Regions from separate parts of the Mus musculus genome. Here region 2 is linked to region 1. The links are chromatin contacts, called in public HiChIP or PLAC-seq maps. All regions are on one chromosome and are shown on one strand. Each heading gives the region's core, a stretch centred on a gene start, on an enhancer-like site or on the middle of the called end of the contact. The rest is flanking DNA. Distances are from core to core; before and after follow the strand shown. Region 1 overlaps Aatf (apoptosis antagonizing transcription factor). Region 2 holds the start of Ggnbp2os (gametogenetin binding protein 2, opposite strand).

The links. HiChIP or PLAC-seq counts read pairs in DNA pulled down with a chosen protein or histone mark.
Region 2: a contact with region 1 is called in an H3K4me3 HiChIP or PLAC-seq map of bone marrow-derived macrophages, with 4 times the contacts expected there. The contact joins the promoter of Ggnbp2os here to the enhancer-like site in region 1. A contact is called at or near these places in 1 of 39 promoter capture datasets (hippocampal neurons), 1 of 484 Hi-C or Micro-C datasets (pancreatic cancer cells), 2 of 115 datasets of contacts at active chromatin or transcription factors (bone marrow-derived macrophages and trophoblast stem cells) and 2 of 9 other capture datasets (adipose tissue and pancreatic islet).

The regions. Positions count from the first base shown.
Region 1 is chr11:84,460,377-84,467,040 of GRCm38.p6, reverse strand. All of the region lies in intron 9 of Aatf (apoptosis antagonizing transcription factor), which reads left to right. Among named protein-coding and RNA genes, the nearest start is that of Aatf, 50 kb to the left of the region's middle. Within about 2 kb of position 4,045, at least 2 of the 459 cell types and tissues checked have an H3K27ac peak or open chromatin away from gene starts, as enhancers often do. A contact at or near this core is called in bone marrow-derived macrophages, where this site is marked.
Region 2 is chr11:84,866,154-84,872,817 of GRCm38.p6, reverse strand. It overlaps Ggnbp2os (gametogenetin binding protein 2, opposite strand), which reads right to left and starts at 2,813. Exons shown (of 2, transcript NR_131201.1): 1 at 2,722-2,813; 2 at 1,187-1,614. Ggnbp2 (gametogenetin binding protein 2) reads left to right here and starts at 2,028. Exons shown (of 14, transcript NM_001364114.1): 1 at 2,028-2,213; 2 at 2,746-2,941. The coding sequence starts at 2,849.

The DNA.
Region 1 (6,664 bases), core at 2,796-5,295:
GTCCCACTCCAGGTACTAGCCATCAGACCCAGATGTACAAGGGTACATGCCAGCTGGGTAACAGTTGAGATCCTAGAGTTCTTGAGTTGCATTTCTGGTTCTATAACCTAACTCAGTCTTTCTAATGTGATTTGCTAAAAAAAAAAAAAAAAAAAAAAAAAAAGATTAATTTATTTTTATTTTCCCATTTGTATGTCTGTGTACCATGAATGTGCTTTGTGCCCGAGGAGACCAGAAGAGACTGTTGAGTCCTTTAGAACTGGAGTTAGGGATGATGGTGAGCATCCATGTGGGCGCTGGGAACTTATCCCTTGGTCTTTGCAAGAACAGTAAATGCTGTTAACCACTAAGCCACCTCTTCAGCACCTTAAATGTAATTTTTTGATGTGTATTTAAGTCAGTTTAGTTGTGCATTATAAATATAAGCTACTGTTGGGTTTCTCATCTTTCTAATAGTTTAATGTGATCACCAGTAAAGGTTGACCTATGATCCAGTCCTCAAGTTTTTATTTTCTCATTGTTGTAATGGTATGTTTTGGCGTTTTTGGGATAGCATCTCACTGTGTTACCTAGATTAGCCTTGAATTTGCAATTCTTTGCTTTTACTTCTCCTGTGCTGAGTGCCACCTGTTCTCAGCCTAGTCATTCTTGTCTCTTAGGAGAGTTCTCCCAGTTCTTTTCCTGACATTATTTGCTTGATGTTACTCTTTCTAATAATCCTAGTGCTTGCTTAGGTGGACTAAACATTTGAGATATTCTAAAGGGTACAGCAACTGTCTATTCCTGACTCTCTTGTAAGTTGTATTAACGAAATGTGCTTTTTGCCCAATGGAGAGTTGAGGATGCTGCTTACCGGTGTCACACTGTTTTTTGTTGAGCCATTGTTTATCAAGATAAGACATTACTCTTGAATTTTTAGTTAGTTTTTGCCAGATAATTTGCAACAGCTTGTTGAAGATTTAGTCAGAAGAGATTTAAATGTACTGAAGAAACAAACCTCTGAGGAAAATTATGGTAAAACAGGAACAGGTGGTCGGTCTGTGTTCGGTGTGCCTCTGGTTTGCTATGGAAAGAGAGACTCATTTTAATATTTCTATTTAAAATGTTATTTGTATGTGTGTACATGTGTACACTGGCAGTGTGCATGCAGCACCCACGTTCAGAAGAGGGTGTTGAATCCGTGGGACTGCAGTTACAGGTGGTTGTGAGCTGCCTGATGTGGCTGCTGGGCGTCAAACCCCAGTCTACTGCAGAAGCAGCAGATGACTTTACCCTGCTGAGCCATCTCTCCAGACCCATCACCTTTTTAATATTTGATACAATTATTGCCATAAATAAGTGTGACAAGTATATTAAGGGTGGAGGAGAGAGTATTGGCCTCAGCTGCTCTAGTCAGGGGTTTTGATTCTTTTCCTTTTCTCCTCTTCTTAAACCCATTTGTCTGAAGGACAGGGAATGTTCTGGAGGGTCGAAGGATGCACTTGACACGGGATATTAATGCTATCTAATTGTGTGAGATCATGGGAGACAATCAAAAATGTTGTAGTCCTCATTAATTGAAGTGTTCGTGGCTGGGATAAAAGTGCATTGTGAGTTAAAGAGACTGAAGAAGGTAAAGCTGAAATTGCTGCAGAGCAGCTGGTTCCACTGGCAAGACCATGGAGCCTTCAACATATTTCCTTCCTTATTTCTTTGTCTTCTCTTTTTATTTTTTATTTATTTATTTTGATTCTGAAGGCCTTTTTAAGAAATATCATTACTTGATTGGTCCTTTATTCCAATTAATAATTTTAACTTCAATAAATTCTGATTTCAGAGTTATGACTAGTCACATCTTAGCTTTTCCCCTTGCTGGTTAATTGGGGTGCCAAGGTTAATCTAAATTAAAACTTAAACTAAATAGAGGTCAGCAAGGCAGCTGAAACACCTGAGTGAAACAAATGGGGCTGCCAGGCACAACTTTATCTTGGCTGTTTCCCAGGAGGGAAGTGGCAGCAAATTGGAGTTGTTTCAGCCTTCTGTAAAGGTGAATGATGGGTGACACTTGTTAATGTACAGCGTCTCCGGAAGCATTCCAGATTGCTTTGCTTCTGTACCAACTGCTGCCATCCTTGCACACTCAGTAGGAACTGGACCAGTTGCCAACATCTGGCGGCACAGCGAGGCACGGGTGCAAGTCTTGAAACCCCACTGATTCTAAATATGGTGCTTAGAACTGTGCAAGCTTTAATCACTTACCACTCCTTGGCAGCAGGCTACGACAGCTTATCCTAGCCTCGTACATCACATCCTGACATCTGCTGAGCTGCAAGGCAGCTGCACATTCATTTTCTTTTCTTGCCTTTTCCCATTGCTTCTTAGCCCTCTTCTGCTCACTGCCCCTTTCCTCCCCCCATCTCCTCCCTTCAGCTCCCCCCCCCCCCCAATATGCTGCTTGGAAGAGATGATCTGTAAAGATTACTGCTTCATTGTGTGCAAGTAATTGTGGTGATGCCAGGCCCTTGACAGACACAGCGTAGCACCTGTTCTGCTGACCTGGTTAATTTCTTCTGTTGAGTGGGATTTGCCAGAGATTGGAACTGAAGCCAATTCAATGATAAGGCTAAAGAAAATGGCTGTATGTTTTCTGTCACCTCCCAATTAAATTGGCTTCATAAAGTGCTTTCCTTATTTGTCAGGGTAGTGAGCCTGAGCTAAGTGTTGCATTGAGAAGGGGTACAGTGTGTTACAATAGGACTGTGAGTTTCTTTTATTTTTTCCTCTTTTGTCTTTTTAAAATATGGTCATGTGGATGAGGTAGATGGTGAATATAATACATTTCACACGCCCACTCGCCCTTGCACGCGCGCGCCACACACACACACACACACACACACACACACACCTTTTTAACATACTTGAGGCTAAACTCTTTGGGTCCATGTTTTGTAAAGACGAGATTATAGCCACATTGAATTTTAATGTTCCATTGTAAGGGTTTAAAGGCTTACTTGATTAATTCAGGTATTATGAGGCTGTGTAAATGGCCTAACTGCAGAGAAAGATGTATAGGGTCAGAGACTCCCCACCTGCTCACACACATTCAGTTTTACTCTCATTCTTTGTTTTCTAATGGTCCTTGAACTTTAAAAGCATGCCTACTTTATTAATAGTACAGGTGTACACACACACACAGACTTACGTATTTATATATACAAAAATGATGGTTCTAAGGGATATCATCATAAATCTCATCCATCCATCCATCCATCCATCCATCCATCCATTTATTTGAGACAGGGTTTCTCTATGTATTTTGTCCTGCCTATCCTGAGCTCACTATGTAGACCAGGTTGGCCTAGAACTCACAAAGATTCTTTCTCTTCTTTTAGAGTGCTAGGATTTTTAAAAAAAGATTTATTATTTTATATATGTGAGTACACTGTCAATATCTTCAGACACTCCAGAAGAGTGCATCAGATCCTGTTACAGATGGTTGTGAGCCACTATGTGGTTGCTAGGAATTGAACTCAGGACCTCTGGAAGAGCAGTCAGTGCTCTTAACCGCTGAGCCATCTTATCTCTCCAGCCCCAGAGAGTTAGCATTAAAGATATGTTCTACCATTCTGGCTTAATTTTTATTTATTTTTCTAAATGACTTTTTCTTTTTTTTATTTTTTTTAATTTTTTTCTTAAATTTATTTATTTTTTTAAATTTATTTATTTTTATTACATATTTTCCTCAATTACATTTCCAATGCTATCCCAAAAGTCCCCCATAACCTCCCCCCCACTTCCCTACCCACTCATTCCCATTTTTTTTGGCCCTGGCGTTCCCCTGTACTGGGGCATATACAGTTTGCGTGTCCCTAAATGACTTTTTCAAATTATATTTGTATTAATTATTTTTTGGTTTTGCTGTGATAGAACAATGACTGAAAGCAACTTATAGAAGAAAGAGTTTATTTTGAGTTTCTGTTTCCAGAGCAAGAGTCCATCATACCAAGGGAGTCATGTCAGCAGACAGACAGAGCAGGAACCTGAGAGACCACATCCTCAGTTGCAAGAACGGAGCAGAGCAAACTGGAAATACTGCAAGGCTATATATTTTCAAAGCCCTCCCCCAGTGATCTACTTCCTCTAGCAAAAGTGCCTCCTAAACTTCCTAAATAGCCAAGTGCCCTTACCTAACACTGAGCTATTTCATTTATTTATTTATTTATTTATTTAGGCATAGTCTCACTGTGTAGCCCAGGCTAGCCTGGACCTCTGAGCCTCCTTCCTCAGCCTCTCCAGTGTTTGGATTATAATTTAACCCTATAATTTAAATTTCTATTGCATTTATCTGTTTGCTTTGTATCTGTGTGCAGCTATAGTGTGAGTTTATATGCTTGGTGCACATGTGGAGGTCAGAGGACAACTCACAGGAGTCAGTTCTCTCTTCCCTCCCTCATCTCCTCTCGGATGAAATCCTGATCATTAGGCTTGCCTTGGCAGCATACACTTTACCCCTGGGCTATCTTGCCAGCCCAGTCCTTTCATTTAAAAAAATTCCTTTATTTATTCACTTATTTATTTTTGTGTGTGAATGAGTATGCACATACTTAGGTGGGTGAGTATATGTGTGTGCATGTGAACTCAGGTCTTTGGGCTTGGTGGCAAGCACCATCACCCACTCGCCATCTTGCCAACTTTCAGGCTTAGCAGTTTTAGAGCTGAAAGACTTAAAAAGTTTGAAAACTTAAATAATGTCCTAAACACACACACACACACACACACACACACACACACACACACACACACACGACAAATGGCAACATTAGCCTCAATCTCTAGGCTGCCTAGATCAAATTTTGTTTGTTCATTCTTTTCTTTTCTCCCCCACCCCCCTTTTATTTATTTATTTATGTGAATACACTGTAGCTATACAGATGGTTGTGAGCCTTCATGTGGTTGTTGGGAATTGAATTTTAGGACCTCTGCTTGCTCTGGTCAGCCCTACTCATTCTGATCAACTCTGCTCACTCAGTCTCTGCTTGCTCTGGCCCAAACATTTATTTATTATTATACATAAGTACACTGTAGCTGACTTCAGACACAACAGAAGAGGGCATCAGATCTCATTACGGGTGGTTGTGAGCCACCATGTGGTTGCTGGAATTTGAACTCAGGACCTTTGGAAGAGCAGTCAGTGCTCTTACCTGCTGAGCCATCTTGCCAGCCCAATTTTGTTCTTTCTGTGTACCCTTGTTTCTTAAATATTTCATTTTTTAGCCATAAAAATTATAGCTTTATGGTTTTCAGTTTGTAAATAAATAAGCTTCTTCTTTTTTTTTTTTTTTTTTTTTTAGAACTGGGAGAAATATGTTGTTAGAAAGTAATTTTTTTTCTTTAGAAGGCAAATGATTTATTGAACTCCTGTTACTTAAAAATTCTAATGAAAAAATTAGCTTTGTAGTTTTGATACTGGTTTGTATGGAAGCTGGATTACTGAAGGCCTGATGTACCTGCCAGTGGGAACTTTATGAAAGACCTGTGGTCTAATGCAGAAAAGCAGTGTGAGTTTTCACTTTTGAATGGAGTTGGTTTGCATTCGGTCTGTCTACTTTCAAAAGTCATCCCTAAAGACAATTTCACAAAACATCAAGTGAGCATGAAGCATGGTTATTCAGAAATGTCCTAAGTACCTATGTATCATTTTCATGTACTCCTTTGTGACATTTTTAAAAAAAGATGGGTTACCTACCTGTAGTACCTGTAGTACCACTACTTAGGGTTTTCTTTTGTTTGCCCAGGTAGATTTTTCTTGGTGAACCTGAATTCTTAATGGTTTAGGAGCAAATATTCTCTGAGTTCTGGTTATGTACCAGCCACCTAAACTAAGTAGACAGGTGGCTGACATCTTTATTTAATCCTTGTAAGATCTGGTGTGATGATTGCCCTTAACAGTAAGCAGTGTAAAGTGACTGGGCTTCTCATATCCCAGACCTCTGGCTAGTTTCTTGTCATCTCAGCAGTGACTTTATTCAGAAAGCCCAAATTGAACTTAGCTGTTGACAGGCCAGTGTCTGCATTCCTAAGGGTACGTTAGGATTATGTTGCTTCCAGCTTTGTTTAGTTTTGATCTGGTTTATCTTGCCACTTTGAATCTTGCCAGGAGTACCTAGAGAAAGGCATAGCAGGCTTTTTTGGTTGTTGTTGACCACTGTGATGGGTTAAATTTTTCCTTTGATTTCCATTCAGGACATGTCTAGTACTGTGACCCTGCTACATGCTAGACCTCTGTATCCAAGATATTTGATAATGCTATAAACAAGTAATTACTAATTTGGTGAACTATTAAAAGTTGATCATGTTGAGAAAGAAGTAGAGAAGCGGCAGGCTGTCTGACAAGATGGTTTTCCTTAATTAACTTGGTGAGTGATTAATATGGACAGTTGATGTAGTGGCTTTAATTGTGTGCATTTAAATGGAAGTGAGAATAAGCAGTGTCTCAAGCCATCGCTGAAGTTAATGGTGGTGCAGTGGTGGTTCTGTGGCTGTAACTTCCCAGTAGCCCAGTTAATGTTATTAACGTGTTAGGAAGTCTGATAGGAATTGCTTCTTGCTCCCATCAGTACTAGGAAATAGATGCCTTTTATAAGAGTCCTTTTTTTATATTTAATTTTATATTTAAATGTTTGTA
Region 2 (6,664 bases), core at 1,564-4,063, 410 kb before region 1:
AATTAGTAGGCAGAACTCCTGATTAGATTGCTTTTCAGAAGAGAAAGATCACAATTGATTTACTGAGCTCTGTGTCGGGTATAGGTGCCAGGAATATAAACAGATGCCTTTAAGGAGCTTACATTCTCATTTATGTTTATTAAAAATATGCAATATGTCTACTTAATTCCTATTTTGAGAAAGGGTCTGTGCAGTCTAATCTGGTCTTGAATTTATGGTAAGCACTCTGCCTTGGCCTCTCCAAGTGCTGGGGTTACAGGTGTATGCTACTATACTGGGCTTGTATTTTTTTTTTTTAAAGATCTATTTTATTTATATGAGTACACTGTAGCTGTCTTCAGACACACCAGAAGAGAACATCAGAATTACAGATGGTTGTGAGCCACCATGTGGTTGCTGGGAATTGAACTCAGGACCTCTGGAAGAGCAGTCAGTGCTCTTAACTACTGAGCCAACTTTACAGCCCATGTTTCTATTTTTAATTGATAGAATATACTCATACTGTCAGATCAAGAAAAGGAAAATCCAGCTTACAGATTTTCAGATGTACTAATTTAAATAACATTATGCCAGTGATTTACTACCTTATCTAATACAGCCATTATAGTGAAAACAGAGGTATTTTAGCTTGTCAACTGCCTTTTTTTTTTTTTTTTTTTTCATAGCTTGGTTCTTTCCTAGTACCTGGTGTATATTTAATAGTGAAAATTAAAGCTAGTAGCTATATACATATTGGCTCAATATTTGTTACCAAGCATAACCTAAAATTCAATTAATCAAAGTAGGTACATAGATTGTAGTAGTTGTAGACATAAAACACAAGATTCTCTAAAAATGTCCATAGTTTTACTATGTATTTTAACCTGTCAGAAGGTGCGTGAAAAACTGGACTTCAACTAAGGATCGCACTGTTCTGCTTTTAGTATGGCCCAAAGACATATTTACTGGATAATCACACCTTTGGGAACACACAATGGTTCTTCCAGTTTATTATGTCACCTACTCTAACAATGACCACACAATGTCATAAGTCAACAAGGCTAAGGATGCACTGTGGGATTTTTTTTTTTTTTTTTTTTTGGTTGTGACTTGAAAGACTTCATGTGATCAAAATACTTTTAAAGGTCAGTAACAACAGCTTTACCCTATTTTACCAGAAAATATTCGATCTGTCCTTAAGATCTGGTAGTTGTACAAGCAGCGAATGGATTTATTATTAAAACCATCAAGACAAAACATTTTCCATCTTTTTGGCTTTACAATGGACCTCCGTAGACTAGTACCTGAGAACGTGGCAGTAGTCAAGAGTGCAGAGGAAACTCTCTTTACAGCAGCTCTGGTTCTCGGAAGATGGTCAGACCGAAGGGCCTTTGGCCACTATCAGTAACTTTGCCCAAGGGAGTCCCTTAAGTTAATATTAACTCAAGAAGTTCCTTTGGTCGGAAGCTACACATAGACTACAGTTCAGTTTTCTGTCTATTGTAACAACAGATCCTGCACATATTTTCCATCCATCTTGCTGCAGTCCCCATAAGGCGGCCGGCTCTGGGTGAGTCAGGGTAGCAGAGCCCTTTCCTCCAGTCTTACAGGGGTGGAAGTCCGCATGTGTGCAACCTGGAAAACAAGGTCAAAGGTCTCTGCAGTGTCCATTCTCCTAGACCTCGACAGCGCCAGCTCTTCATCGCTCACCCAAGTCTTATCTGGGTTCCCCCCCCCCCCCAGTGGGCTTTCCACCCCACCGGTCTCCAGAGAGCAGATCCCGGGTCGTCACTGGCAGGGACCCCGGCTGCTCCTGCTGGGCCTCCCCACTGGCCCTATTTTCACGCTCGTTTTGGTAAATCCGGGGCACCACGCAGGTCAGCCGAGCGCGACAGCACAGGGGGTTCCCCCCACCCGTACAAGCCGATTTCGAAAGTCGGGACACGAGCGAGGCGGCCGCGGTCTCGCGAGAAGAGGCAGGCCCCGCCTGGAGTTCGCGGCCCCCCCTCCCCGGCCCCACCCTCCCCACGTCCCCCGCCCTCCCTCCCACACTCCCCGTGGCGCGAGCGGCTGACTGAGCCTGGAGAGGAAACGGCAATCGCAGCCGCGCTCCCGCCCAGGCCGGCCCTGACGCGGGCCTCGTCAGCCGGTAACGGGGAGCAGAGGTGGGGGTCAGGGAGGCGTCCTCGAAGTCAGTGAAGGTCAGAACCGAGAGCTCTCTCTCTCCGACCCGGGTGAGGACTGGGGTCTGAGCTCGCCCCCACCCCAACTCTGCAGAGCCGAGGCAGGGTCGACCCCTCCCAGGGGCGGGGTGGCGCCGGGCAACTGCAGCCTAGGGGGCCACCCTGGGCGGGGCGCTCAGCCAGGAGAGAAGGGGTCAGCGGCAGGGGGTGCGGGCTTGGGCTGTGTAGCCGAGGCGGGGATGGGCTTCTGGAGCCCGGACTCCCGAGCTGGGCGGGGATGTCCCGGGGCCAGCAGGTCCTTTTCCGCCTCTCCTTTGGACCCTGACTGGAGGCCGGCGGGCGGGGGGGGGGGGGGTGGGTGGGTGGGGAGGGGGGGTCTGGGTGGGGGAGGGCAGGCGGCGCGAGGGGGCGGGTCCCGGCGCTGCGGGGCGCTGATTGGCTGAGCGCGTGTGGAATCGGGTGATGGGAAACGCAGCGCGGCTCTCCTGTCCTCTCTCGCTCCGCGCCCCCCCACCCCTTTCACCCGTGGCGAATGTGCTGCGAGGTGGCGGGTGCTTACGCTCGCGGGGTTTGGCTGTTGCAGGCAGGAGCTGGGAGGAGGCAGCAGCAGCGGCGGCGGCAGGAGCAGCGGCGGCGGCAGCAGCTGGGAGGAGGTGGTGACGGTGGCAACGGCAGCGTCGGGGACGATGGCGCGACTGGTGGCAGTGTGCAGGGACGGGGAGGAGGAGTTCCCCTTCGAGAGGAGGCAGATCCCCCTCTACATAGACGACACCCTGACGGTGAGCGAGCGGGCTGAGCGGGCCGGGCCGGGATGGGCCCGCTGCTCCCCGGCCTGGCAGCTGTTTCCCCTCCCCCAGGCCGAGCGCTGCGCACTGGAGAAAGAGTGTGTTGCAACTCCTAGGCGAGGCCGCCTCTCCGATGGGCCCCACGAACTCGCCATTGCAGCGGGGCCTCTCGGTACCCTTGGCAGGCCCCAGATCCAGCGCCCCGAAGGCACTTGGAGGTCCCCTGCTCGGGTCTTCCTCCCTCTCCGAACCTTTGGCCTTTAGGCCTGCCTTTGAGACGCTGTTTGCCTAAGCACGCGCCGGGGAGAAGGGTTGAAGGAGCTGGGGCGTTTAGGGCCTGTCCTCTCCAGAAAGCACTTACCCTCCGGGAGGCTCAATTAGTTGAAAATGTCGCAGCTGCATTGTTACCTGTGTGTTTCCCGTTTGAACACTGTAGCTATCTCTACATAAGTGTAATTACTGAGGGCAGAGTGACATTCTCTTGCACAGCGAAGATTCCACCTAAATGATTTGATTTCCTAATACGTCTCACATTGCCTAGTACATTATAATTCTTGAAATGGTTGGGTTAAGCCATGACTCTTCAAAATGGGCCTTCGTGGCATTTTTTTGGTTTACAAGTAGCCCAAGACCAAGTTATTGACTGTAAAGTAGTATGAAGAACTGACTGCTCATTGTGGATAGAAAAACACAAACGTGGGAAGATGGTTGTTTTAAGACTTGGTGTTGGTATACCTTTGCCGACCCCTCTACCCGGTGTTGTAGTACTGTTTCCTTTAAAAGGAAATGGCAGAAATTTGAGTTGATTCTGAGCAGGAAGTAAATGCAGTTGCTTACCACAGTTAAATGAACCTTCTCCGAACAAGTTTTGAAATCTTCATTTTGATGCTGACGCTCCTGGATTTTGCACTCGCCCATTGTGATCTGATGTAGATAAGTCTTCCAGCCTTTGACTTTTTTTCCACTCAAAGGCAGATCGGTTATCTTCCTGAAAAAAAAAAAAGTGTAGTTATGTACTGAAGGTTTTAGCATTTTATGTAAAATGCAAGTCATTGTGGAGATGCCAGTCTGAGCCTTTTTGCCAGTCTCAAGAGCTTCAGTACTTTTAAAAAATTAGGGAAGCTATTGACTGGTTCACTTCGATGGAACTTTGCAATGGAAAGCATGCTTTAAAAAAATAGTCTAATGATTTGACATAAAGTAGAATTTATATTAGAAATTACTTGTATGTATTGGTTATGGTTTCTTATTTTCTTGAATTTTAATTTTAATGGGCTTATATTAAAAATAGTTTTAAAAAAACAAGCTAGAAACCAGTTAAATGATTTTTTTCTCAGTATGATAGTGCTTGGTCATAGTTCATTTGTTATTACCTTCTGTCCCCTTCACCATAAAACCTTAAAAAAACACAGTTTGATAACAACCTTTTTTGTAGTGCATTTTTCCCCCTTAATCCTGAGGTTTGGGTTAATTTTTTTATTAGTATATAATATGAAAACAGAAAACCATTTTAAATTTTGTCTATTTACAAATTTTAAGATAACTTATACTCTCCTTTCACATAACCACCTTTAATGTGAATGTAGCACATTAGTCAATACTTCATAAAGCACTTTTAAGTGAACAGTATGTTACATTCTTGATGATGTGAGTTTCCAGTTTTTTTCATAGATAAACTTACATTATGGTTTAGTGTCACCTGCTTTTGCCTTGTACTGGGTGTCTGAATTTTGCTTTTATTACAGACTCATTACAAAGACAATTTAAGCTTATTTAAATAACTTCAAATAATAGGTATAATTTTTCCTTGCTTAGGAATGACTTTTGGCCACTAAGGAATTAATTTTGTTAGTTTGTCTTGAAAACTTGTGAACTGTCATTGAATGCTGTTAATGAGTATTATCAAAAATTCACCTACAGCTATGCTGTATGTAGGGACACAAGCTTCTTTCAAGATTTCTCAATCCCAGTTAAAGGGAGGATATAGAACAAAGCACCTGTTGGGAGGGAAGCGGGAAGAGGAAGCAGAGGTGTGTGTGTGTGTAGTGGTCCATTGCTATTTGATGGCAGTGTTTGCCTGAAGTTAACTTGGTTTGATCTTTGTTCCTAGCAACCCAAAGGGGAACCTTGTGATCTTTGAGTAAATGGTTTTAGCAATCTTGTTTGCAGAAAAATGTTAGTCTAGTTCATTCTAGTTATCACTGCACATAGGCTGGGCTGGGATATACTGGAATATTTTATACTAGTGTGTATGTGTACGTTTGTACATCTATATAGATATATACATGTGTGTATGTGTGCATGTATGTGTGTGTGTACATGTAGGTGTATATGCCATAGTATATGTGTGGAAGATTGAGGACTGTTGATAGGGAGTTGGTTCTTTCCACTGTAAGTTTTGGGATGGAAGACAGGTTGTCAGGCTTTACAACAAGCACTTTTACCCACTAAGCCATCTCTCTGACCCTCTCTTTGGGGTCTCAAATTCCTGGGCTAAAATATCTTCCTATTTTAGCCTCTAAAATGTTAGGATTAAAGAGGTATACCACAACTTTTTGTCATCTTTTAATGTTTTTAATGGTTGTACAAGTTGTATGATATTCCATAGTATCACCCTTCCATGAGATTCTGACTTCTCATTTTTGAATAACACCATAAGAATATGGATAATGCACTGAGTTATTACTTTTCCCCTTGGGCTTTTGGAAGTAGAATTACTGAAGGATAACATTTTACAAGTTTCTTGGTTCATGTTGTTGAATTATTACATTTCTAGAAGATAACCCTTTTAATTCAAATCTATCCAAATGATCTGTAAACTGGGGTGACAAAATGGCTTAGTGGGTAAAGGCGGTTGTTGCCAAGTGTGATGATATCATTCATTTCTTGGAATATAAATGGTAGAAAGGAAGAAATGGTTCCTGCAAGTTGCCCTCTGACTTCTACACAAGAACATCTGGCATGGATGTGCTCCGCTCCAATAAGAATAATGAGTAGATTAGAAATTGATAGGAGTTCTGAAGTGTTGAAGCCTAAGAAGCAGGAAATGGTAATCCTAGGGGATTAGGAGTTTAGCATTTGCTACAAGTTTAGTATTTAGTGTTTCCTTTAAGCTCTTTAATATTTAACTTTCCTAATGTATGTTAAACTTTCCTGATGCATGTTAACTTTTCCTGATGCATGTTAGAAGTAGTTTTGTGAATAGTGATATAAAAGAGTAATACTAAAGTGACATTTTGATAAATACAAACTTAATCTTATTGATTAGAGCTCATGGAAATGTTCTGAAACTTTTTTTCTTTTTTTGTGGTCTGGTAAAACTGGGGCAGATGCTTAAGAGTGAAAGTCAGTAACGGATGCAATAAACTTTACAAAGCAGTAATTGCTGCGCAATGACTTGTATTTTTGGATGGCTCTGGACAGGCATCCCCATCCTGCAGCTGAAGGCTAATGACTGCTCTGTGAAACCACACCTCATGTGCTTTACAGGGCGGCCTTCCTCTAGGTAACTTGGACTCTAAGGTTAACTCAGGGAAGTGCTCTGAAAAGATGGAGGAGATGGTGCTAGTGGTCCCTTTTCTTACCGTTCTCTTAATACATTAAATGACATACACTAGTTGACTAGAAAACAATAAAATAAAAAGCTGTTACCCTAAATGTTTGAAAGGCAAGGATGAAGTAATATTTAAGGCAGAGTATGTGGTTCAAGAGAAAATA